Linked DNA regions of Mus musculus: regions 1 and 2 are each linked to region 3. A link is a contact called in public promoter capture Hi-C data. All regions are on one chromosome and are shown on one strand. The core of a region is the stretch at or near the end of the contact, and the rest is flanking DNA. Distances in the headings are between cores, read along the strand shown. Region 1 holds the start of Foxo4 (forkhead box O4). Region 2 holds the start of Med12 (mediator complex subunit 12). Region 3 holds the start of Slc7a3 (solute carrier family 7 (cationic amino acid transporter, y+ system), member 3).

What was found. Capture Hi-C pulls out chosen DNA fragments and counts their contacts.
Region 1: a contact with region 3 is called in a promoter capture Hi-C map of adipose tissue. The contact joins the promoter of Foxo4 here to the promoter of Slc7a3 in region 3. A contact is called at or near these places in 1 of 39 promoter capture datasets (embryonic stem cells), 2 of 484 Hi-C or Micro-C datasets (both in embryonic stem cells), 6 of 115 datasets of contacts at active chromatin or transcription factors (all in embryonic stem cells) and 3 of 9 other capture datasets (adipose tissue, liver and pancreatic islet).
Region 2: a contact with region 3 is called in a promoter capture Hi-C map of pancreatic islet. The contact joins the promoter of Med12 here to the promoter of Slc7a3 in region 3. A contact is called at or near these places in 4 of 39 promoter capture datasets (embryonic stem cells and stem cell-derived epiblast-like cells), 2 of 484 Hi-C or Micro-C datasets (both in embryonic stem cells), 5 of 115 datasets of contacts at active chromatin or transcription factors (all in embryonic stem cells) and 3 of 9 other capture datasets (adipose tissue, liver and pancreatic islet).

What each region holds. Positions count from the first base shown.
Region 1 is chrX:101,251,878-101,256,039 of GRCm38.p6, forward strand. It overlaps Foxo4 (forkhead box O4), which reads left to right and starts at 2,651. Exons shown (of 3, transcript NM_018789.2): 1 at 2,651-3,396. The coding sequence starts at 2,944.
Region 2 is chrX:101,272,511-101,276,390 of GRCm38.p6, forward strand. It overlaps Med12 (mediator complex subunit 12), which reads left to right and starts at 1,581. Exons shown (of 45, transcript NM_021521.2): 1 at 1,581-1,849; 2 at 2,386-2,490; 3 at 2,662-2,853; 4 at 2,982-3,141; 5 at 3,590-3,771. The coding sequence starts at 1,751.
Region 3 is chrX:101,083,377-101,087,400 of GRCm38.p6, forward strand. It overlaps Slc7a3 (solute carrier family 7 (cationic amino acid transporter, y+ system), member 3), which reads right to left and starts at 2,029. Exons shown (of 12, transcript NM_001301840.1): 1 at 1,896-2,029; 2 at 495-898. The coding sequence starts at 864.

The DNA.
Region 1 (4,162 bases), core at 1,401-3,900, 170 kb after region 3:
CTTTGAAGGCCCAGTGTATGAAGATGGAGAGGGGAAAGGGGAGGAAAATATACCCATTAACAATTCAAATGGTAAACAACTTAAATGACAGTCACTCTAGAACCTTACTAGGTAGCAGAAAAATTGCAATATGACCAGGCAAAGAAATATGTATTTATCTAAAATTTGTTAAATGTCTAAGTTTAATAGGCAATTCTTGATCCCATTTATTCACTCCTTTGACCAACATATACTGTGACCCAGAGCTGAGGTCACAGATACCTGAAACTTATTTCTGCCCCCAGGGGCTCATAGCTTATTGTAAGGGACAGACGACCAAACAAATATGACTTGCAGCTCTATGACATGAGCTTGCCAGAGGTGATTTAAAATGCACAACGGGGACGACGTGCTGGACCTGAGGAAAACATGGGGTAATGGATGGGATTTTTCCCCGAAATGGAGACCTGAGGGAATAAATGATAAGAGCAATGAGTTAGAGGCAGGAAGACGAGACTATCAAGGTCATCCTGTGTTGCACAATGAATTTGAGGCCAGCCTGGCCTACGTGAGACCCTATCACACACACAGACACACACATCCAAAAAGTATGCATGGCTGGAGAGATGGCTCAGCAGTTAAGAGCACATATTGCTCTTACAGAGGACCTCAGTTACATTTCCAGCACCTAAGCACGTAGCTCACTATTTGCCTGTAACTCCTGCTCCAGGGGATCATGGCCTCTGGCCTTCCTTCTCAGGTACTTACAGTCATGCACTCACGTCCACATATGTCCACATAATTAAAAATTAAAAATCAAAAGAACGGATGGTGGTGGCACAGGCCTTTAATTTCAGCATTCGGAAGGCAGAGGCAGGTAGCTCTCTAGAAGATGGAGGCCAACCTGATCTACATAGTGAGTTTCAGAACAGCTGAGGCTATACACAGAAACTCTGTCTAGCAAAACTAGACAGGGATTGGGGGGAAGAAGATTTCTGTTAAACAACTAAACAACAACAATAAAAAGACAGAAAGAGGATGCAAAGGGAAAGTTATTATAAGGTGGAAGCATTTCTAGAAAATAGGGGGAAACTACAGCTGGTTCAAACTTAGTGTGCTTAGTTGAAAGATGGGGCAGGAAAAGTGTAACTTGAACCTGAAGAGCTTTCCTAGAGTTTGAACATTACAGTACTTTGGATTTTTAGGCCCACCTGTTTCCTTGTGTAAATCACTTGATCTCTGAGATCATCTGTATTTTCATCTATAAAACAGATATAATAGTGGTTAACCATACCTTGCATGGTTAAGTGAGCTGTAAGTGAGCTAATTTTGATATGCTGGTTTGAATAAGAATGCCCCCCATAGGCCCACTAGGAAATGGCTTTATTTGAAAGGATTAGAAGGATTAGAAGCCGGTGCACTGTTGAAGAACTTAAACCCAGTCATAATGTCTCCATTTAGAATTTGGAAGTAGCAAGTTACAGAAGTGGAAAGGTGACCATCAGTGTGGCTGAGAAGGTTAGGTAGACCCAGAACAGCCTCTAACCAAATTCAGAGCTTAAGAGTAGGGATCGGGGATTTAGCTCAGTGGTATAGCACTTGCCTAACAAGGGCTAAGGCCCTGGAGTCGGTCCTCAGCTCCAGAAAAAAGACAAAATAACAGAGGTTAAAGGTAGCTAGAGGGTGGAGGTATAGGTGCAGAAAGAGATTAAAAAAAAAAAAAGTTCAGTTGGAGACATGTTGAATGAGAAGCCATTGAAGATCAGAACAAGGAGAAGATCAGTATTTCAGAGGCCTGCATAGCTGACAGAGGAAACTAGCAAGACTGTCTGTGAAATGTACATAGAAAATGGAGAGAGTGCACCATAACCAATGAACACTGTTTGTTGTTACACAAGCTTCCCTCTCAACTCCCCAAGTGAGTGTGTCTTATTTTCTAATCAGATCCCTACTTGTTGATACTCTTTCTGCTTCTTATAAGGGCAATACATTTTCACTTTGCTTTCTTAGTGAAGGATGGGAAAATCTAGCGTCTTTCAAAACGATCTTTTGGGCGACCCCGAAACTCGAGGAAGTGGGTGAAAAGGGAAGGAATGAGGAAAAATATTTTTAAGAAAAGAAAAAGAGTCCGGGACGACCTCTAATCATTAAAGTTCCACCTCCCCACATCCTGCCACGCGCCGCTCTCCTGCGGCCGATATCGGACTCCTGATCGCAAGGTAGGACGGGAGATGTAGTCTTCGAGAACGACCAGGGTGGCACGATTCGAGAACTCAGTTTCCCAAGTGGCTCCTGAGGCGCGTGCGCAGATGGCTGCCCCAGCGAGTGGTAAACAGAGACGTCTGGCGGGGGCTGCTGCTTGGAGCAAAACAAAAGGGAAACCCGGGGGGCGGGGGGTGGGGGGGTCCGATAGGGGATTCAGTTCTGGAGTTGGGGAGGCTGGGGCCGCAAGAACCTTGACCCTCTCAAGAGTGACCTGGAGGGAAGAGGCGAGGGGAGGGAGAGCCAGGGGAGGGACAAGTGACGCCCGGGAGCGGGGCGTGGGGGAGGGCAGCGATCCGGGTGGAGGAAATTTGGGAGGAGTGTCCGGGGGGCAGCAACTTGAAAGGGGGAGGGAACTTCGCTGAGGAGACGTTCGGTGATGGGAGCGCAATGTATGAGGGGATACGGTGCCTCAGGTTTAAAAGAGCAGGAAGCTGAGTGAGAGGGTGCAGAAAGTGCCTTCGCTAGGCGGAGGTTACAGGTGGTGCCTCAGAGCGCTACTCTGAGGCTGCAGCCCGGACTCCGGAGGGGATCGGAGAACGGAGTGAAAGGGACAGTTTAGGAGCTAGAGTCCGGAGACGAGGGAGAAGTTCGTGACTTTCTGAGAACTGGAAAGAATGTGTTTCCCCCCTTGGGGGAGGCATGGTGAGGGACTGTGGCAGGCTCCACTGATCGCTGAGCTGCAGAGGTTCGACCCCACGTATGGATCCAGAGAATAAGAAGTCAGCCACAGGGGCTGCCGCGATCCTAGACCTCGATCCCGACTTCGAACCCCAGAGCCGTCCGCGATCCTGCACCTGGCCCCTTCCTCGACCAGACCTCGCTACGGAGCCACACGAACCGTCCGAGGTGGAGCCCAGTCTGGGACAGAAGGTACCCACGGAGGGACACTCCGAACCGATCCTGTTGCCCTCTCGGCTCCCAGAGCCGGCAGGGGGCCCCCAGCCGGGAATCCTGGGGGCTGTAACAGGTCCTCGGAAGGGAGGCTCCCGCCGGAATGCCTGGGGAAATCAGTCATATGCAGAACTCATCAGCCAGGCCATTGAAAGCGCCCCGGAGAAGCGGCTGACACTCGCCCAGATCTACGAATGGATGGTCCGCACGGTGCCCTACTTCAAGGACAAGGGTGACAGCAACAGCTCGGCAGGATGGAAGGTAAGTATGACTCCCTTACCTTCACGCCATCCACCCTTGGACCCCTCTAGTTACTCTCACTCCGGGGCCCCCCATTACCGCCTTTCCACCCCTTTGGAAAGCCCAAAGATCCACCTTTAATCTTCAGTTAGACAGGCATTTACTTAGTACATAGTATATACCACACTCTGAGCAGCTTGAAGCAGGAGGATCGGAGATGAATAAGACACTGTCCCTGCTCTGAGGAAAATCGAATTCTCTACTCGCTACTCAGCACTTTGGCTTGAGCTGCTCCAAACATTTATTCCCACAGAGAAGTCTTTATCCTATGTACAGCAGGAACTGTGTGGATTCTCCACCGGCACCTAGCCTTCCCTCCTCCCTCCCCTCCCACCCAACACCTTTTGGCCCATTCCTGCGGGATTACTCGGATTCCCTGCTCGCCTCCCAATACCTCAGTGAACAGAACTGTTCTACGATTGCTCTGCCCAAGAGGGAGTGGGCGGTGAAGGGGGGCAAAGTGGTTGGTATCCATGGGGAAAGGTAGCGACCTTGTGCACTAAGGAAAGAGGCCCGCAAGCTGCTATCTGCCTCAGTTTACCTTCTCCTGACGAAAATCCTTCCTTGTAAGGCGCTCTCCAAACTCACGGGGAAAGTCTTTGTTCAGGAATACTACTCATGGAGAAAGGAGGTATCATATAGCTTTGACTTTCGAGTCCAAGTTGGTCCTTGGTCTTTCTTGAAGAAACTGGGAAGATCTCAAACGGTAACTCTGAAAACTTCGCCA
Region 2 (3,880 bases), core at 331-2,830, 190 kb after region 3:
CTATCCTGGTAATCAGGTACAATGGCAAGCAAGCATCTTCTGCCTTCTGCCTGGCCCTATTGTGAAGGTTCATAAGTTGGAGTTCAGATATACAAAGCTTCATGATAGAAAATATCTGACAATTTGTATAACTACTATTCTGTGAAGATTCCTGTTTCTTCCTCCTCCTGCTCCTCCTCCCTTTTCCTTTTGATCCGGCCTGGAAGCTTTAGGAGGCAGATGGCTCACTGAGCTTTCTGTGAGTTCTAGGCCAGCGTGGGCTATATGGAAAGTTTTAGGCCACCTGCGATTACATGATGAGATGACCTTGTCTCAGAAAAGAGGTGTGTGTATGTGTGTGTGTGTGTCTATGTAATTTGGGCTGGAAGTAACTTGTTATCCTTTTGCCAATCTCCCGAGCTGTGGGAATTACAGGTGTGTGACACACATAATGTAAGTGTCAATGGATTTCTTTTTGAGACAGGGTATGTGTCAGTCACTGTTGCTCTGGATGACCTGCTTGCCCCACCACATCTGACTCTGATGACACGTTGGCATTTTTTTTTTTTTTTGGTTTGTTTTTTTCCTTCCAGAGCTGAGGACGGGTACCCAGGGTCTTGTATTTGCTAGGCAAGTGCTCTACCATTGAGGTAAATCCCCAAACCCTGTGGTTTTTTTTCTTTTGAGACAAGGGCGCTATGTAATTCTGGCTGTTCTGGAGCTCAGTGTGTAGACCAGGCTGGCCTTGAACTCAGATACTCCTGCTCCTGCCTCTCTAGTTGCTAGGACTAAAGGTGTTTGCCATCAATCTGGCTACTTTTTGTTTGTTTCTTTGGTTTTGTTGTTGTTGTTGTTGAGACAGGGTTACACAGTTCATACATGGACTTGGCTGTTCTGGAAGTCATTGTGTAAACCAGGCTGGCCTTGAATTCACAGAGATCTGCTTTCTTCTGCTGGGACTAAAGGTGTGCACCGCCAGGTTAAGGGTTAACAACAACAACAAAGGGTTAGGGGGTTGTGGTGCAGAGGGCCTGTAACCACCTGGAGAGATTATAAGCACTTCAGTTTTACAGTTGCTTTCTTTTTGTGTAAGGCAAGCACTTCACAGAGATCCGTCTGTCTCTGCCTCTGCAGGGGTTAAAGGCCTGCGCCTGGCTAGACCGGATCTTTTGTATCAGATCAGAGGTGCTTTCTTAAAACAATAGTAGTTTCTAATCTTTACAACTGTCCTTTGAAGGAAGTTTAGCATGCCCATTATCCAGATGTGAGAACCAAGAAACGAAGTGATCAGTAAAAGACGCAGTTATTAACTAAACTAAAAATTCCCGAGCACTTATTTTAGGCCAAGAACTGAGCGAGGCCACGGGAAGCCAGTTCCAGCGAGAGAGCTCAGCGCCGCGGCTGCCTTCCCTATTCCAGGTCTGCGCCTCCAGCCCCGGCCACGCCGGTGGATTTCTAGTGTGTGAAATTGACTTTCCCTCCTAGGGCCCAAAGCTCCCGGGCTGTGGGGCTCCGCCCCGCGCCGGCGAGGCCCCACCCACTCTGCAGTCAGTATTGTCCGACGGTACCCAGCGTCCCTCGGCAGTTTCCGGCAGTAATCGAGAGTTTCTAACGTGCCCCGCCTCCGCCACCCCCCTTCTCTCGGCCTCGGTCCTCTCTACCGCCGCCCGGCTCGCTGTCCCCGTGCTCCCTCCCGTCCTCGGCCCTCCGCCCCTTCCCTCCCCACCTCGCCTGGCCCTGCAGGCGCCTCAGGCGGTACGGGCTGGGCAAGATGGCGGCTTTCGGGATCTTGAGCTATGAACACCGACCCCTGAAGCGGCTGCGGCTGGGGCCTCCCGATGTGTACCCTCAAGATCCCAAACAGAAGGAGGTGCGTTCACAATTCCCGGTTCCCGCGGGGTCCGGGCAGGTGTTTCGTGAGGGAAGAGACACTGACAGTTGAGGGCAAGGGGGGATGAGGTTAGGTGAGAGAAAAAGTCCCAACAGGGGGAAGAGTAGAGTGGACTGGTGCCCTGCTGGAGAGTAGGGTCTGCCAGCAGTTCCGGTTGAGGAGCTCGTGGGTTCAGGAGCCATGCCAGAGGTGCCCCCCTCCACACTCACTCGGGCGCTCACACACAAACCTCAGAAAGTTGTTAGGGCCAGCTTGGTGAGGTGCCGGTAAGGGAAGAGTGATGTTGAGGTCGCTCTGGGGGATGTGGGAGTCTCATTGACTGTGGGGGTGAGGGTGGGGTCCAAATGAACATAAGGGCTGGGCTTTAAATAACAACCTCTTCTAGTCAGAATCCTCCTCCTCCTCCTCCTCCTCCTCCTCCCTGGCTCCCTTGTTACCTTTTCCTCTGCCCTCTCTTACAACCTCTTCTATAAGGTGAATGAGGGTGAGCTAAAAATGCTGTTTTTCTGCCTCAGGATGAACTGACGGCTTTGAATGTAAAACAAGGTTTCAATAACCAGCCTGCTGTCTCTGGGGACGAACATGGCAGTGCCAAGAACGTCAACTTCAATCCTGCCAAGGTGAGACAACCCTGCCAGGCTGAAGGAAAAGGCTGGAAGAATCTGAGGAGCAAAAGCTCCGGGTTGGGCAAACTGAAAGGGACAACCTAGGTGGCAGAGTTTATAACTCAGTGCTAGCACATTGGCATTTTCACAGTCTTCCTACCCTGAGGTCTACTTTTCCCCCTTTAGATCAGTTCCAACTTCAGCAGCATCATCGCAGAGAAGTTAAGGTGTAATACTCTCTCTGACACTGGTCGCAGGAAGTCCCTAATGAACCAGAAGGACAACTTCTGGCTGGTGACTGCAAGATCTCAGAGTGCTATTAACACCTGGTTCACTGACCTGGCTGGCACCAAACCACTCACACACCTAGCCAAAAAGGTGAAGTACTCTTTTCCTGTTCTTAAGGTCAAGGTGGGGAATGTGTCTACCTATATTCTAAGATGTAGCTATGTGGTGTCAGCTCCCTGGAGTAATTAGAGACATTGCTGTTTGTGATGCCCATCCAGGTCCCCATTTTCAGTAAAAAGGAAGAAGTATTTGGGTATTTGGCCAAATACACGGTGCCTGTGATGCGGGCTGCCTGGCTCATTAAGATGACTTGTGCCTACTATGCAGCAATGTCTGAGACTAAGGTTAAGAAGAAAAATACTGCTGACCCCTTCACTGGTAAGTAACTCTGTACACCTGGTATACCACTGATGGCTTCAAGGAGTGATGGAGCCTTAGAATAAATCTTCCTAGTCTATTCCTTGCTTCTGCATGAATCTTATGTGCACGAAATTGGTAAGCATGGAGTAATTTGAGTATCTGCTGTGTTCAGGTACTGGGCTGTAAAGATGACCAGCATATAATTTCTGCTCTTTAGATCTTAGTGGAGATGCTAAGGCATATGTAGCATAATTAAATATAGAAAGTGGTAAACATCAAAAGAGTAGACAGAAGGTTCTTTGAGACTTCAGTGGATGTAATGATTGCTTTAAGGAGGTGGCATTTGTCTACAGGCTAAGAGGATGAATAGAGCTTGGAACTCTGGTGATTGTGGGTGGAGGCAGGGGATAGAGTATTCTAAGCTTAAGAATAGTATCATATAGTTCCCTTTCCGTATTTTCTTTAGAATGGACTCAAATCATCACAAAGTACTTGTGGGAGCAGCTACAGAAGATGGCTGAGTACTATCGGCCAGGGCCTGCAGGAAGTGGAGGCTGTGGTTCTACTATAGGGCCTTTGCCCCATGATGTAGAGATGGCCATCAGGCAGTGGGATTACAATGAGAAGCTCGCCTTGTTCATGTTTCAGGTAGGAGCAAGGGCATGTTGTACATGGCATTGAGTTGCACCTTATCCTGTCCTGTTGGAATAGAATGGAATTTGCCTTTTACCTTGCCCCTGGTATAGCTCTCTTCATT
Region 3 (4,024 bases), core at 779-3,278:
TCCTATACATCTGCCTCACAGATTCCTGCCATAATTACCCACCTTACTCTGTGTGTGTGTGTGTGTGTGTGTGTGTGTGTGTGTGTGTGTGTGTGTGTTTGACAGTTCTCTCTATGTAGCTCAGGCCTAGCCTGGCCTCAGACTTAACAAACTCTTGATCCTCCTACCTTAGCCTCTGAGTGCTGGAATTATAGGTGTACAACTCTAGACCCAGCTCCTGTTATTAATTTTAAAGACCCTAACTAACATCTTAATGAATGAACACCAGACGGAGGTGAACAATTGTACTGCACCTTCAAACCCTCCCTATACCCCTACCCCAAATAAATAAATAAATAAACAAACAAACAGACATCTAGAAGTATTGAGATACTAGGAAAAATAAAGACAATTTAGACTTCACTGAAATTGCACTCGGATTTCTGGATCCATAATCCCTCTGCTATTTGTGTAATCATCCATCCCTCCCATCCTACCCCAAGCATCTATCTCACCAATGACGTAGGAGAGAATGAGATTCCAGCCGGTGGTGAAGGCCCAGAGTTCACCTACGGTGACATAACTGTAGAGATATGCAGAACCAGAGCCGGGGACCCGGGCACCAAATTCAGCATAACACAGTCCAGCCAACACAGAGGACAGAGCAGCCACCAAAAAGCAGATCACAATGGATGGTCCTGCTTTATCTTTGGCCACCTCTCCAGCCAGGACATACACACCTGCACCTAATGTGCTGCCCACACCCAGAGCCACTAAGTCGAGGGTGCTCAGGCATCTGGCAAGGCGGGTCTCACCCATACCCAGCTCCAACACACGTCTCCGCACCAGCTTTTGACCAAATCTTCGAAGTGCCTGCCACAGCATTCTAGTTGGAATTGAAGAGGATGCTAGCTAGGTTCTGGTGAAAAACAAGACAAAAGCCCTTCAATGGGTCTCATTGTCCCCCACAAGCTCCAAAAGTGAATTACAAAACCCACTCCCTCCACCAGGTGAATGAGTTACAGGGACAAAGGGGGTTGGGCAGAAGAGGAGAAAGCAAGCCACTTCCACCTCTAATTACCATTTCTTCATATGCAAGTAGGAATTACAATAATAATGCAAGTGGGGATTACAGTGTCTCCCAGGCAGGTGGAAGGACCCATTTCAGAAAAGGCTAGAGAAAGCTCTGTATAGCACAGTGGTTGGCCTTTAGTAAGTGCTAGGACATTAGGTTTCTTCTTTTCCTGCCCAAGAACCTATGGGATTTACCCTAGAGCCCAGCCCAGCAGCCTTGAAACCTAACATTTCTGTTTCCCCGGCCTATGGCTCCTGGTGAATCAAGCGGAACTCAACTCGGGGCAACTCTGAAAGAACCCTTTTTTTTTTACACCCATTACCCACATCCCTTTTAGTGAGCGCCCAGAGAGCTTCAGAGACGTGGCTACGCCTGGAAGAGGGGACTGACCTCAATCTTATCCCTTCTCACCAAGCCCCGGCGATCCACCTGAGCCTTCTTTGCCCTCGGAGAAAGCAAATGTTCCCCACCTCCTCCGGCTAGGCTACGATGACCAGTGAGCACCAGCAGTGAGGCGGGGCTTCGGTCTCTGAAATTGGGAGATGCGCCTGGGGGGTGGGGGGCAAAACCAGCCCGAGATCGCTAGCACTTCCCTCTCGGCCGATTAGGGGTCCCGCCCGGTGGCCCTAGACTCAGCATCTAGATTTTTATGGCTCCATGAAGAAAAACAATCTGGAAATGCGCTGGAGCTAGGGAGCCCTGGCTCCTGGGCTAGGGTCTTACCAGCAACAGGTCACAGTTGCGCTGATGCAATTGCAAGCCCTGGTTGCCTGAAAAGCCTAGGTAAAAGAGGAGCCTCCCTCTCCCCACTCTGACACACGTGCCAGCCCCAAAGGCTTACCGGAGAGCCCTGGCAAGCCCAGAGAGAGAAGATTCTCAGATCCGGTTCAGTGAGGCTGACTTCAGTCGAGTTGGGTTGGGTGTGCTTCAATGCCGCAGCTCAGGGTCCTTGCAAGCCAAGCGCCCCTTATATTCACCGGGAGGAGGAGCCAGTAACGTCATGGGATCCCAGCCCTAAGCCCTCTCCCTACACATGACACACAACACAATATACATACTGAAGAGTTGAAAATCACTAGCAACCTGTTAGGTTCATAAACACTTGGGTCATAAACACTTGGTCCTTGAGCCTCAGCCAATCCCGGAAGATACCTTACCTTTCCTGGATCAATCATAATGTTCCAACGACCCGTGTGGAATGTCTCAAAGCCCCAGGAGCGTTGCCTAAGGTAGCACATCACCTAGCTGTTAAGAAAATTTATGGTTTTAAAATTTCCCCTTTTCCTCCCCCTGGTTTGTGGTTTTTGCCTTTATAAGCTCTGTAAAATTTCAGGCCGGGGTCGAAACTCCTCTACTCCTTGCTTGGTGTATGAGTCTCGACCCCAGCATGCTGGCCTGAGCTCTCGTTCTGTCTCGCTTTCAATAAAAATTCCTCGTGTGATCACAAAGTCCGGTCTCTGTGTCCCACTGGGTGCGCGACGTTCCCGAGACTTGAGTGAGGGTCTCCCTTCGGGGGTCTTTCAATACCAACACACTCGCTTGTGTACACGCGGGCACACACACACGCACACACACGCACACGCACACCGTCAGTCACCAGTCACATGGCTTTGCAACATTGGTCGCTTTTGGCCTGAGACTGCTTCCCAACCAAAAAAAACAAGCAGGGCATGGCCGGGAGTGAGAAAAGAGGGATAGCCTTTAACCATTTGCCTCTCTGGTGGTCAAAAGACAATTAAAAGCTTCCTGACCACAGATCCCATGGGTATTTTCTACCTTTATGCAAGATTAGTCAGAATCAGCAAACATTCGCAGCACTGGGGAGGGGAGTGAATAAAGAGAATTGGGTTTGTGTGAAGGCTGGAGGGGCAAATAGCACCAAGTCTCCATCTCACTGTGTCTTCTCCCTGAGCACGTTTGTCTGCATGAAATCCTTCAGGACCTTGCAAGACTATCAACAGCCCCGACTGCTGCCTCTGCTCTCACTCTCTAATACAGACAGCAAGAAAATGGAAGACAGTTTCAAACCACCTGTACACCGATCATTAACCCCGAGTAGATTCCTAGGCCACAATGTATTTGTAGCATCTCTCCACCTGCCTATTAATATTAAATATGAAATTATGAATATTTAAATATTGAAGGAGCGAAACTTTTTAAAATTGATAGTGATGGGGATCAATCCTGTAGGTCTCCCCAGTGCCAAGATTATACCAATGAGCTGCAGCCCCACCCTTTTAATTCCATTTTGCTGATGACTAAGCTGAAGTTTGGAGCATCAGACTTAGCATTGAGTCACCATTCATTCTGATAAAACCTGGCCTGTTGTTTTAAGGTCTGGCCTCCCATAGGTACTATACTTCATTCAAATGCACAAGAAAGAGGAAGTGTGAAGCTCATGCATGAAGTAGGTCCTTTTTAGGCTAGGAATTCCTAGGAAACCGCAGAAGATTGTAGAAACTTAAGAAAAGAATGCACTTGTTAAAGAGCTGCTATAAAGCTACGTCTACCAAAGAAACACGAGTAAAATCCTTGGGACCGATGGAGATCTGGCTTAGTGGTTGAGTGCTGAATTCAATGCCTCAGAGGTGGGGGTGGGAGCAAACACATTTACTCCTAGTCTTTAATGGTCTAATCTGAGAAAGAAAACCTCCACAGCACAATTAGAGGCTCCTTAGGCAACGCTCCTGGGGCTTTGAGACATTCCACACGGGTCGTTGGAACATTATGATTGATCCAGGAAAGGTAAGGTATCTTCCGGGATTGGCTGAGGCTCAAGGACCAAGTGTTTATGACCCAAGTGTTTATGAACCTAACAGGTTGCTAGTGATTTTCAACTCTTCAGTATGTATATTTTGTTGTGTGTCATGTGTAGGGAGAGGGCTTGGGGCTGGGATCCTATGACGTTACTGGCTTCTCCTCCCGCTGAATATAAGGGGCACTTGGCTTGCAAGGACCCTGAGCTGCGGC